Regions from separate parts of the Mus musculus genome. Here regions 2 and 3 are each linked to region 1. A link is a contact called in public HiChIP or PLAC-seq and promoter capture Hi-C data. All regions are on one chromosome and are shown on one strand. The core of a region is the stretch at or near the end of the contact, and the rest is flanking DNA. Distances in the headings are between cores, read along the strand shown.

Region 1 (3,399 bases), core at 570-3,069:
GCAGGCTGAAACTCAGTACCCACTAGACAGACATGAAAACAACGCATATTAAGTAATGCTAAAAACCGAGCAACAGATGTGTGGAGACTATATATAGGGGCGGGTTTGGACCACGGCTCCCTGGAGGCTGCCTCCCACCTCCTCTCATCGATCTGAACACTGGGAGCTGTGACCACACGTTCTGCCTTCCTATTCTGCTCTCCCAGATGAGTCCCCACCCCTGTCTGAAATAAGCTTTGAAAATTAATACCCCCATTTGGATGAACAGCCACACCTGTATCGATCCTTGTTTCCAGGGTAGTTTGGCTAAGATCTCATTTTAAACCAGACAAGGAACTTGCCAGAACAAAGGCCATTCCAAACTAAATAAATAAATAAAAGCCATGCAGGACTGGACTTTTTTTTTTTTTTTTTAATTACAAAAGTTAAGAACAAACGACGAGCATTGATTGCCAAGGCTTGTTTTGGGTCTTCGTAAGCGGAATTTAAACGCAGAAGGTTCACTGTAATGTATTTGTGCACCACTGACCAAATGTAGTTACAGATGTCAAGAGTTCTCGAAACAAGTGCCCATCGTTATAAATACCCGTGCCACATTTATCCCTATTCCCATATGTCCATGCTTTATTAATACAGAATATAAGCAACTTTCACCAAAACAATACAAAATACCAAAAAAAAAAAAAAAAGAAAGAAAGAAAGAAAGAAAGAAAGAAAGAAAGAAAAGAAAAGAAAAGAAAAGAAAAGAAAAGAAAATCATCTCGAACCAATGGCTTCTTTAATAAATGTTTGCTGGAGGAAACATTTGAGGGTCAAGAACCCGAAAATCAATCTGGATTTTAAATAGCACGCTCCTGACTCCGGATCTCCAGCAGGTCCAGCCAGACCGTCCTGGGCTTAAGGGGAAACAAGATGTCCCTGCGTCCGGGAGGTGCCAGAGCGGGGACCAGTCGGTCCTCTCCAGACTGACCCACAGCCCTGCGCGCCCCCGGCGAGAACCGCAGCGAAGGGAGCCGTGCACAGCGGGTACTGCACCGGGCTCGGGCGCCCCCGTGCCGCCTTGGTCACAGTCGCCCGCTGCCCGGGTCGGTCATCGGCGGCGAGTGGGGATCCGGGCAGTTGTCCCAGGCAGGCACCAGCCACCGACTGCTACCCACCAGGTGGCGAAGGGAGGGCGCCTGGCTGTTTTCCCCTCAGAAAAGTAACTCCGGGCGCAACGCTTTGGAGCGGCAGCGCGACGCGCGGCGGTCCCCGGAGTTCCCCGGCCCGGACTTGGAAACTGCTAGCCGAGCCGCAGCTGCCAGACCCGGGCGTCCGCTCCCCCACTCGGCGCCGGCCGCGTCCCCCGCCACTGCAGCTCCGGGTCCCAGCCCGCGCCGCCGCCGCAGACACTCACCGAGAAGCCGGCCCAGAAAGGGCAGGAGTGGCGCACGCGGGCGGAGGTGGTGAGAGCCAGCGCCGCGAAGCTCACGGCCACGATGAGGCATCCGAGCGCCATCTGCGTGGCCCCGAGAGCCAGCACGATGCGGGAACGGCCCGGGCACTCGCGCAGGCGGGACAGGCTGCGGGGCAGCGCGTGCGGACGCGGTGTGCGGGGGCCGCCGGCCGGAGGCATCTCGTCCCGCAAGCTCTCTCCGCGCTGCGCTCCTCTCACCGAGGCGCCGGGGCAAGTTGCGCTGGCTGCGGGGACCGCCTCCCCGCGGGCAGCAGCAGAGGCTGCGGCGCGCGGCCGACGCGAGCGGCTCGGGCCGGGCGGAGAGCCGGGCGCCCGCAGCCCGCACCGGTGCCCGCGCCCATGCCACCGCCGCTGCGCAGGGCCCGCCGGCCGCGCTGCGCCCTCTCCCGCTCGCCCGCCCGTCCGCGCGCTCCCCTGGCCGAGCGCGGGCGCGAGCCGCCGTGCCGGGCGCGAGCCGCCGCGGGCTTCGGGAGCGAGCCTAGCCGCTGTGCGCCGGGGCCCGGGAGGGAACCGAAGCCGAAGGGGGGGACAAGGCAGGGAGCAGGAGAGGTCGCGGGTGTGTCCTCCGCGTTGGTGCCTCCTCCTGGGCCGAGTCGGATACTGGGGAGAGGACGGACGGAGCCTGGACACCGGCAAGGACAGAGGACTCCGAGAGGACCCTTTGGCCAAGGCGTGGGAGCGGGGTTGTGGGACCTGAGGCTCTGAAAGGGCTTGGATGTCGATTTCCTGCGCTGAGCCCCAGGCGTGGCGACCTCCAGTTAATAAGCCTAGCCGCCTTCGTGCAGAATCACCCTAGAAGCCACCTAGGACACCCCTGGGGCAAGCAGCTGCCTTCTATCCACTTCTCCTTTGCGGGGCGTTTTATAAAACAAGTCCCAAGTTTAGCCTTTAAAACAGTATACAAGAGCAAATGTAAATGGAGGTTGTATTAAACAGCCTATACTCCCTCTTGCCCCCAGATTTAATGATTGGCTTCCTTGAAATTGCAAGGAAACCTGGAAATTCGGTTGTCCCAATGCCTTTTGTGGTCCTGTTGATGGGACAACTTTAAGCCTATCAGTGTTGAATGGAGTCTGCAGGGTCGGAAGTATGAAGGACTGGCCGAAAAGGAAAGTTGCAAAAGATGAAATTCAAAGGTCATTCTTCCATGACCTCTTGGCAGGACTTATGGAGTCCTCCATCCCTGTCTGCCTCCTCCCCCTCAACCCCCGCCCCATTGGATTGGAAATACCGAACAGTGTCCTCCCGAAAATATCTCAATTGCTGGTGCTTGAAATTTCAGCGTTAGAGATATTGATTCCTTTGGGGCTTGACGAGCCCCTATTAAAATGCAAATTCCCCTTGAAGGGGCAATAGCTCAGCCTTTATCAGCCAACACCTTACCAGGGATGGGATTTATTTTCCAATTTAACTGGATGGCCAAGGGATGAAGAGAGAGAGGGTGGGAATCCCAGGATAAAGTGGATGACCTCCAAATATTGGCCCGTGGCCAACTGCTGTCGTCTCTCCCAGTTCTTTATAAAATGAAATAAGCCTCTGGCCAGGTGTTTAGAGCGCCCTAGTACAAATTCCAATTTCCTGGAGGTATTTTCTATCTAGAAGTTCTCAGGAAGCATTTTTGTCAGTGCTTGAAACAATATCAAAGCGTGATACTCGACTGCCCTCACCTCCCTCGCCCATTCAGGCATTCTTCTGAAAACCGGCTCAGACTAGGGGGTCTAAGCAGAAGCCACCCATTTAAGGCTCTTAGAGGTAAGTACCTCAGCAAACAAAAACCAGACAGAAGCCTTGCCTCTAAGACATCAAAAGAGAGATAATCGGCATTACAAATGAGCAAATTACTTAGCTTATCCACATTGTATACTAGTCAAAATTATGTTTAAAAGTCCACTGTTTGGCAGGGAGAAGGTCTGAGACAAGTAAAAGCAGGCAGGCCCCCCGGG
Region 2 (3,399 bases), core at 624-3,123, 230 kb before region 1:
TCCATCCCATATACAACCACCAAACCCAGATACTATTGTGGATGTCAACAAGAGCTTGCCTGATATAGTTGTCTCCTGCTAGACTCTGCCAGTGCCTGACAAATACAGAAGCAGATGCTCACAGCCATCCATTGGACAGAGCATAGGTTCTCCAAAGAAGGAGCTAGAGAAAGTACCCAAGGAGCTGAAGGGGTTTGCAGCCCCATAGGAAGAACAACAATATGAACTAACCAGTACCTCCAGAGCTCCTAGGGACTAAACCACCAACCAAAGAGTACACATGGTGGGACTCATAGCTCTAGCTGCATATGTAGCAGAGGATGGCCTAGTTGGTCTCCTCAAGGGAGGAGAGGCCCTTGGTCCTGTGAAGGTTCTATGCCCCAGTATAGGGGAATGGCAGGGCCAGGAAGCGGGAGTGGGTGGGTTGGTAAGCAGGGGTAGAGGGTAGGGTATGGGGGGTTTTCAGAGGGGTAACTAGGAAAGGGGATAACATTTGAAATGTAAATAAAGAAAATATCTAATAAAAAGTATATAGTGTTGATAAGAACATACATTTTCTAATTTTGTCAACTGAGGAGACCTAGAAGCAAAGAACTCAAAACATACTCATAGGCCAGCACCCAGGTTTCTCAACAGTGTTCTCCAACAAAAGAAATCCAGAACTGAGCCTCCGAGCCTCCTAGGGGAAACAGCTGATTTGCTCAGGAGCTTGGTGGGAAACAAGATGAGCCAGGATGTATTTTAATACTAGAAAGTAAAGAAATGATGAGATGGATTGGGAATACATTTGCCTAGCACAGGGGAGATCCTGGGTTCAATTCCCAACACGCACACGCACACACACACACACACACGCACACACACACACTACACCAAAGGTCAACAGCCTAGCAATGCTGGAACTGTATTAGCATGGCACAGGAGTTGAATGGAAATAAATTCAACAATATAAAGCAATGTTGAATAAACATTGAGTAAAAGAGCACAAATAGAAGAAGGTTAACCTTTCCCAGAGATATCTTAGTACCATTCCGTCCACCATGTGAGCAAGATCAACCTCCAGACTTTACTGTGCATCATGACACTGTGAGCCCATGAAATTATGGGATGAGGATGGCGTTTTCCCCTGTAGTTTTTCCTCCAAACTCCATTGAATACAGGAGCCAAACATCAAACTGAGGAGGGGAAGGGGAGGGGGTAAGGGGAGGAGAGAGATAAGGAGTAGAGGGAGAGGAGAGAGGAGGGGAGAGGGACAGGAGAAGGAAGGGAGGAGGAAGGAGACAAGGAAGAAGGGAGAGAGAAAAGGAGAGGGAGTGGGAGGTGAAAGGAGAGAGAGAGAGAGAGGGAGAGAGAGAGAGAGAGAGAGAGAGAGAGAGAGAGAGAAGGAAAGTGAGAGGGGGGAAGAAAGGGAGAAGGATAAGGAGGGAGAGGGATGGGGGAGGGAGACAGAAAGGAAGGGAGAGGAAGGGAGAGGTTGGGAGAAGAAGAGAAGGGAGGTGGTGAAGGAGGGTAGAGGGATGTGGGGTCATACCAGATTCAACCCCTAACGCGGCATCCTGGATGAGATCTGGGCATACACTAAAGAACTATGAGTTAACTGTGGGCTTGAATTAATAATGCTGCATTAGCACTGGCTTATTAACTTTCATAAATGCACTGCCCAAATCCAAGATGTGACCAGTGGAGGAAACCCAGGGCATACTTTAGACAGCCACCCTAGTTTCCCATACATGTGAAACTGCTCTAGAAGATGACGTTTATTTTAGAAGTCCAAACAGCAATCACAAAGCATAAATATCTCCCACAGTCCCACTCTACCTCCCTGTAAGCTGCTTTTATAAATAAGTGGATGCTGGCTGCTCCAATCCCCAGGGCTGAGCACAAGTACTGTATTTTCACAACACCTACAGCATGCCAGTGAGCTGTCAACTGCCCTGATTTCATCCCTGAATCAAATTAATTCACAGAGGAGATGAGTTTCAGTCCAAATGAATGGGCTTAATGTAACGTTTGCTTGCTTGATGTAGGAAGAAAAAAATGTTAGCGTGTGGTTTTTAGCCACACCAAAGAGGGGTTGCTTCTCAGTTTGCATCGGGCATGCTGATCACCAGCTGGCATATGCCTTCTGAAAAACAGGCCCTCTGAGCACGCAGGGAAGACCCAGCACTGCAGGTTGGGCATCTTACCACCCTAAGAACAATCTAGACAACTAGAGGCTTCCCAGATGACATCTGAACAGGAACGTACAGCATTAATGCTGGCATACCACGCCCATCAGTGACAGCATGGTACTAACATACCAAGAAGACAAGCTGAGCAGCTGGGCTAAGACAAGCTATTCACCTGTGCACGTGCCATCTTCTCATGGCGGCAGAACTACCTAAGCCAGAAATAGAGCATTCATATGTCAAGTTCCTGGTAACCCAGGGATCTCAGGGATGGGGACTGGTGCCTGATAGAACAAAAGTCCAGGTTTCACTACAACTAAGTTGCGGGCAGATTTAAGGTATTTAGCCAGGAGTACCAGAGAGAAGGGAATGCTAGCCACGGGAGGCTTAGAAGAGCCCAATTGCTGCCTTATGGCTCTAAAGCAGGTTAAAAATGAGCTATGTGAGTGTGTGTCTTTTATCCACAGATCCAAGGAAACAAGGGCAGTGGCTAGTAGCGTGGCCTACCCAGATCTTAAAGCAGGGAAGTAGAAACTACATGGTGCCCAATGCCAGTCATGCAGCATGAATCCACCTGAGGCAGTAGAGGTGGATAGTTGGGTGTCTAAGGAGAGGAACATGGTATTGCCCCAGAACAAAACTGCATTTCACTAAGTTCTTTTGACACTGTCAGCCATCACCTCTGTTAGGCCTGGGTGAGGAGCGCTGGCTCAGTGGCACTAAAGCACAGATGACATATGTCAACAATTTGCACAGTCAATGTGATGATAATCTATGGTTCGCTAGGATAAAACTACTAATAACCAACAGAAAATGTGCCTTAGTCTAATGTATGCCAATGCTAGGCTCACACAAAGGTCACAGGGAGTTGCTAGGCTCCTCTTCTTGCCCTGGGGTGGGGGGTGGGGGGTGGACCAGATGAAAAAACAAAAAACAAACAAACAAGAAAAACAAAACAACAACAAAAAAAACCAGGCAACGCAAAGCCTGGTGTGTGGCTCACATCTGTAATCCCAGCTCTGGGAGGCTGAGGCAGGAGGAGCAACAATGGTCTGGCTACACAGCAAATCCCATGCCAGTGTGGATTACAGTGTGAGATCCTGTCAAGAGAGGAAGGGAGGGAAGGAGGGAGGGAGGGAGAAAGAAGGGAGGGGGAGGGAGAAGGAGGGAGGAGGGGAGAGGAGAGCACAAGGGAGAGAAGGAGGGGAGGGGAGGGGGAAGGGAAAGAAGA
Region 3 (3,399 bases), core at 524-3,023, 140 kb before region 1:
TCTCAACAATACAGGACGTGAGGAGAAGCCAAAAGTCTTTCAGGGCATAATCTAGAAACTTGAGTATTTCTACTATTGATAGGCAGCTTCTCCCATGCCTGGATGTATCTACATATTCAATGCCAGTTCAAATGTCATCAACACAAGGAAGTTTTCAGTCCAAAGCAGAGCCCAGTGCCTTCTATGGCAATGTAGTCTTATTTACAATGTATTTGTCTGTAATTCATGTCTCAATATCCTAATCTTGAATATGTACTCACTAGGCAGAGACCCAGTCTGTACTATCTACATCTCTATCTCCAGAAGCTAGAGAAGGCCTGGCCCACAGCAGCATTCTAATGAATACAGATACATGTGTGGCTGGGTAGGTAGATGGGCAAATGGATGGGTGAGTGAATGGACAGATGGAGGGAGAACAGAATGGGAGAGAGGATGAGAGAGTACAAAGAGAAGCTAGAAAAAGCTGTGGAAGCTGTGGCATCAGTCATCTCTGTACCACCAAGCCCAATCTACATCATTGTACCACCAAGCCCAATCTGCATCATTGTACCACCAAGCCCAATCTAATTAGCTTTAACTTTTCCTGGAGATCCTCCCCTCCCCACAAAGAGCCATCGACCATGCTGAGTCTTGGATATGGTAAAGGAAGTGAAGGGAAGACAACAACGTATTGAATGGAAATGCTCATGGTCTCTGGGTTGTCCTTTCCTGCCTGCAAGAGTTCCGCCCTCCCCAGTGCCTAGCTGCAGCTCCCCTTTGTAGAAGTCTACTGAAGCTGGCTTCTGTTGCTTGCTCCAAAATACAACTGTCCCAAGTTGTATTAATTGTATTAATGGGTTGTTGGTACTCACTGTGTACCAAACTGTTTCCTTGCTCACTCCATCCTCACAAGGATGCGATGGAGGACAAACCATTACAACAACTCAGTATTCTGAAGATGATAAACAAAAGATCTGGAACAGGTCACGAAACCTGAATAAGCCACGTGAGCAGTAACAGGGGTAGGGGTTAGAGCTCGCCTTCTGGCTTGGTGCCAGATGCCTAAACTACTGGAACATTCTCCTCCCCGCTAAGCCCCAACCCATATAGCTCTACTGTGTAAATAAAGAACAAAGCATGACAGAGGTTCCTTATGAACTTGCTTTTAGTGGACTCCACCTATGTCACCTTTCACAGCTGTGACCTTGCTGAGAATCACTCTCTCATGATAAAATCTTACAACTGGCTCTAGGTGCATTTTATAGGCAAGTCTTAAACAAAACTAACAACTCCAAGAATAATTACTTTTTTCGGGACCCTCTACATCTAAATGGATGTAGCATATAGAACCTTTATTTTAAAAATCATTTTTAGACTTAAGTAGCAGTAAACCCCCTCGTTTGGTTAGAATCTTATACTCCCTGGCATCTACAGGTACAGGGTATACAGAACCACTTGAGGGAATGCGACGAGTAAATTGAAAAGCAAAATAAATCTTATAAGCCTATTTCCACACACACAAAATTTTAGATAACAAGTTTTTAAAGGCCAGGAGTGGGAGGCAGACGTGAGGAAATCAATCCAATTGCCTCTCGTTCTGGGAGTAGGAAGCCTCCTTTTCAATTCTTCAAATTAATGAAATGAACACAAGACCACTCTGATTAGAGAGTCTGTAATAATAACAGCCTGCCATGCATTTGCATTTTCTTTCAGTGCGAACAGGCTATTTTGATAGTCAGGAAAACCATGACAAATTGGCTGAGATTCCACCCTTTGTTGCTGTAAAATGGCTCTCTGGCTGTAGCAGGCAGTATCACTGTGAAACACACTTACCTTCCAACAGACGGGCAGAGTGAGGCCGTTAAACACAAAATTCCTGACATGTTCTCTCTGTGCAGTGGCTCTAATTGTAACTTAAAAGACTTCTGTTCACTCCAGGCAATGCCTGCACATTTCTATGTACAACTTCAGTTCACGTGGCACCACAATAAGCTGCATGTCTGGTCCTGGGCACAGCCATTGGGTTCAACATCCCAGGCCCTCCCTGCCCACGCAAGTCAGGTCAGAACCATTGCATTTATTTTTCTGTTATTTTTCAGCCCGCTGTTCACCAACCCTCTCCATTGATGCCTTCTCACAGTCTCAGTCTCCTTCTGAGCATCACCTCTGGGTTTTTTGCCTGGACAGATGCCCCAATGCCTCTTCTTGCACCATGTTATATCTTAGGACAAGTGAGTTATTTCCCACCCGAACTTCTCTCTCACTTGCCACTTCAGCCCATATCTGGTCACTTGTTCCAGCAGGCATCACTGCTATGGAGGGGTGTGAGAGCTGGTGTTCACATAGCACCCAGGGTGGGCTGTGAACACCACTGCAGTACACACATGCAGGAGCTGGAGGGGCTGTCTCAGAACCAGCCTCAGTTCACATACTTCTACTTCCTGGTGTCAGCTGTGGCTTCTCCTAACTGCTATCAGGGATCTTTAACTAATCATGAAAGCTTAGAATTGGCCAGTTCCACTGTGGTCCATTTTTGGCTTCTGACACATTCCTGGGCATCAGTCTCCAATGGGGAACCCAAGGTTAATCATTGGTTGTCGTCTATGTTCTCATCATATTCTCCCAGCATGATGTGTCAATCATGCCCAAGGTTCTTACCAGAACCCAAGCTATCCACCTGAGCCAGCACACTGGACCCAGAGTCGGCACTTAGGGCTGAGACTGTATGCCATATCCAGAATCACGGACAGGAGTGAACTGAATTCAGTAGGATACACCACAACCAACCTTAGTTAACTCAACCTTTAAGCTACATTTTCCTTTCCACATAGTGAGTAACCACAATCTAATACAGCTTACCCTGACTTCAAATGGTTCCACTTAATTATTCTCTTCTGAATGACAGTGCAGACTTGATTAAGTACTCAGTAGAAACCATACTGGGTTATGAACTTTGTCTTTTCTTGGACTAAAGATAGGTAGTATAATGAATTCTTAAGATGTGGAGTAGCAGCAGTGAGCCAGAGCCCCCACTGAGCCAGCAGATCCCCAGGGGATACAATTCAAACATTCTCCAGTGCTGTTGAAACCTATAGTGCCCTGGAGGTCATGGGTAGTAAGCACACTTTGAACTCGTGACATATCTGTATCAGGACAGATTTGTGACCCTAACACAAGTGCAATGTGACAAAGTCTGTGCCTGCTCAGGAAGGATCACAGGCATCTCTTTCCTTTATGCTCCTTTCCATTCAGAACTAAGAGTAGGTGGCATGGGGACGTGTCTCAGTGGTAAAGTGACTGATGAACATAGTCAGGACTCCAGCATCAGGAAATAGTAACAGCAATGCTTAAATAAACAAATGGTCAAAAATCCCCTTTGCCCTTTGCAATTGCAAACTGCACTGGCAATTTCTGTGCATT

Evidence for each region. Promoter capture Hi-C pulls out the DNA fragments that hold promoters and counts their contacts. HiChIP or PLAC-seq counts read pairs in DNA pulled down with a chosen protein or histone mark.
Region 2: a contact with region 1 is called in an H3K4me3 HiChIP or PLAC-seq map of forebrain, with 3 times the contacts expected there. The contact joins the enhancer-like site here to the promoter of Fam189a1 in region 1. A contact is called at or near these places in 11 of 39 promoter capture datasets (3T3-L1-derived adipocytes, the C10 cell line, the HPC-7 cell line and 5 more), 8 of 484 Hi-C or Micro-C datasets (cerebellum, cerebral cortex, embryonic stem cells and 4 more), 4 of 115 datasets of contacts at active chromatin or transcription factors (embryonic forebrain, embryonic stem cells, forebrain and 1 more) and 1 of 9 other capture datasets (adipose tissue).
Region 3: a promoter capture Hi-C map of hippocampal neurons shows a contact between it and region 1, with 2.4 times the contacts expected there. The contact joins the enhancer-like site here to the promoter of Fam189a1 in region 1. A contact is called at or near these places in 3 of 39 promoter capture datasets (the C10 cell line and hippocampal neurons), 4 of 484 Hi-C or Micro-C datasets (cortical neurons, nephron progenitors and stem cell-derived neural progenitor cells) and 2 of 115 datasets of contacts at active chromatin or transcription factors (embryonic forebrain and large pre-B cells).

Annotation. Positions count from the first base shown.
Region 1 is chr7:65,154,709-65,158,107 of GRCm38.p6, forward strand. Fam189a1 (family with sequence similarity 189, member A1) reads right to left here and starts at 1,820. Exons shown (of 10, transcript NM_183087.4): 1 at 1,397-1,820. The coding sequence starts at 1,615.
Region 2 is chr7:64,929,283-64,932,681 of GRCm38.p6, forward strand. All of the region lies in intron 2 of Fam189a1 (family with sequence similarity 189, member A1), which reads right to left. Among named protein-coding and RNA genes, the nearest start is that of Nsmce3, 58 kb to the left of the region's middle. Within about 2 kb of position 1,874, at least 10 of the 459 cell types and tissues checked have an H3K27ac peak or open chromatin away from gene starts, as enhancers often do. A contact at or near this core is called in forebrain, where this site is marked.
Region 3 is chr7:65,016,503-65,019,901 of GRCm38.p6, forward strand. All of the region lies in intron 1 of Fam189a1 (family with sequence similarity 189, member A1), which reads right to left. Among named protein-coding and RNA genes, the nearest start is that of Gm32963, 29 kb to the right of the region's middle. Within about 2 kb of position 1,774, at least 12 of the 459 cell types and tissues checked have an H3K27ac peak or open chromatin away from gene starts, as enhancers often do. A contact at or near this core is called in cortical neurons and hippocampal neurons, where this site is marked.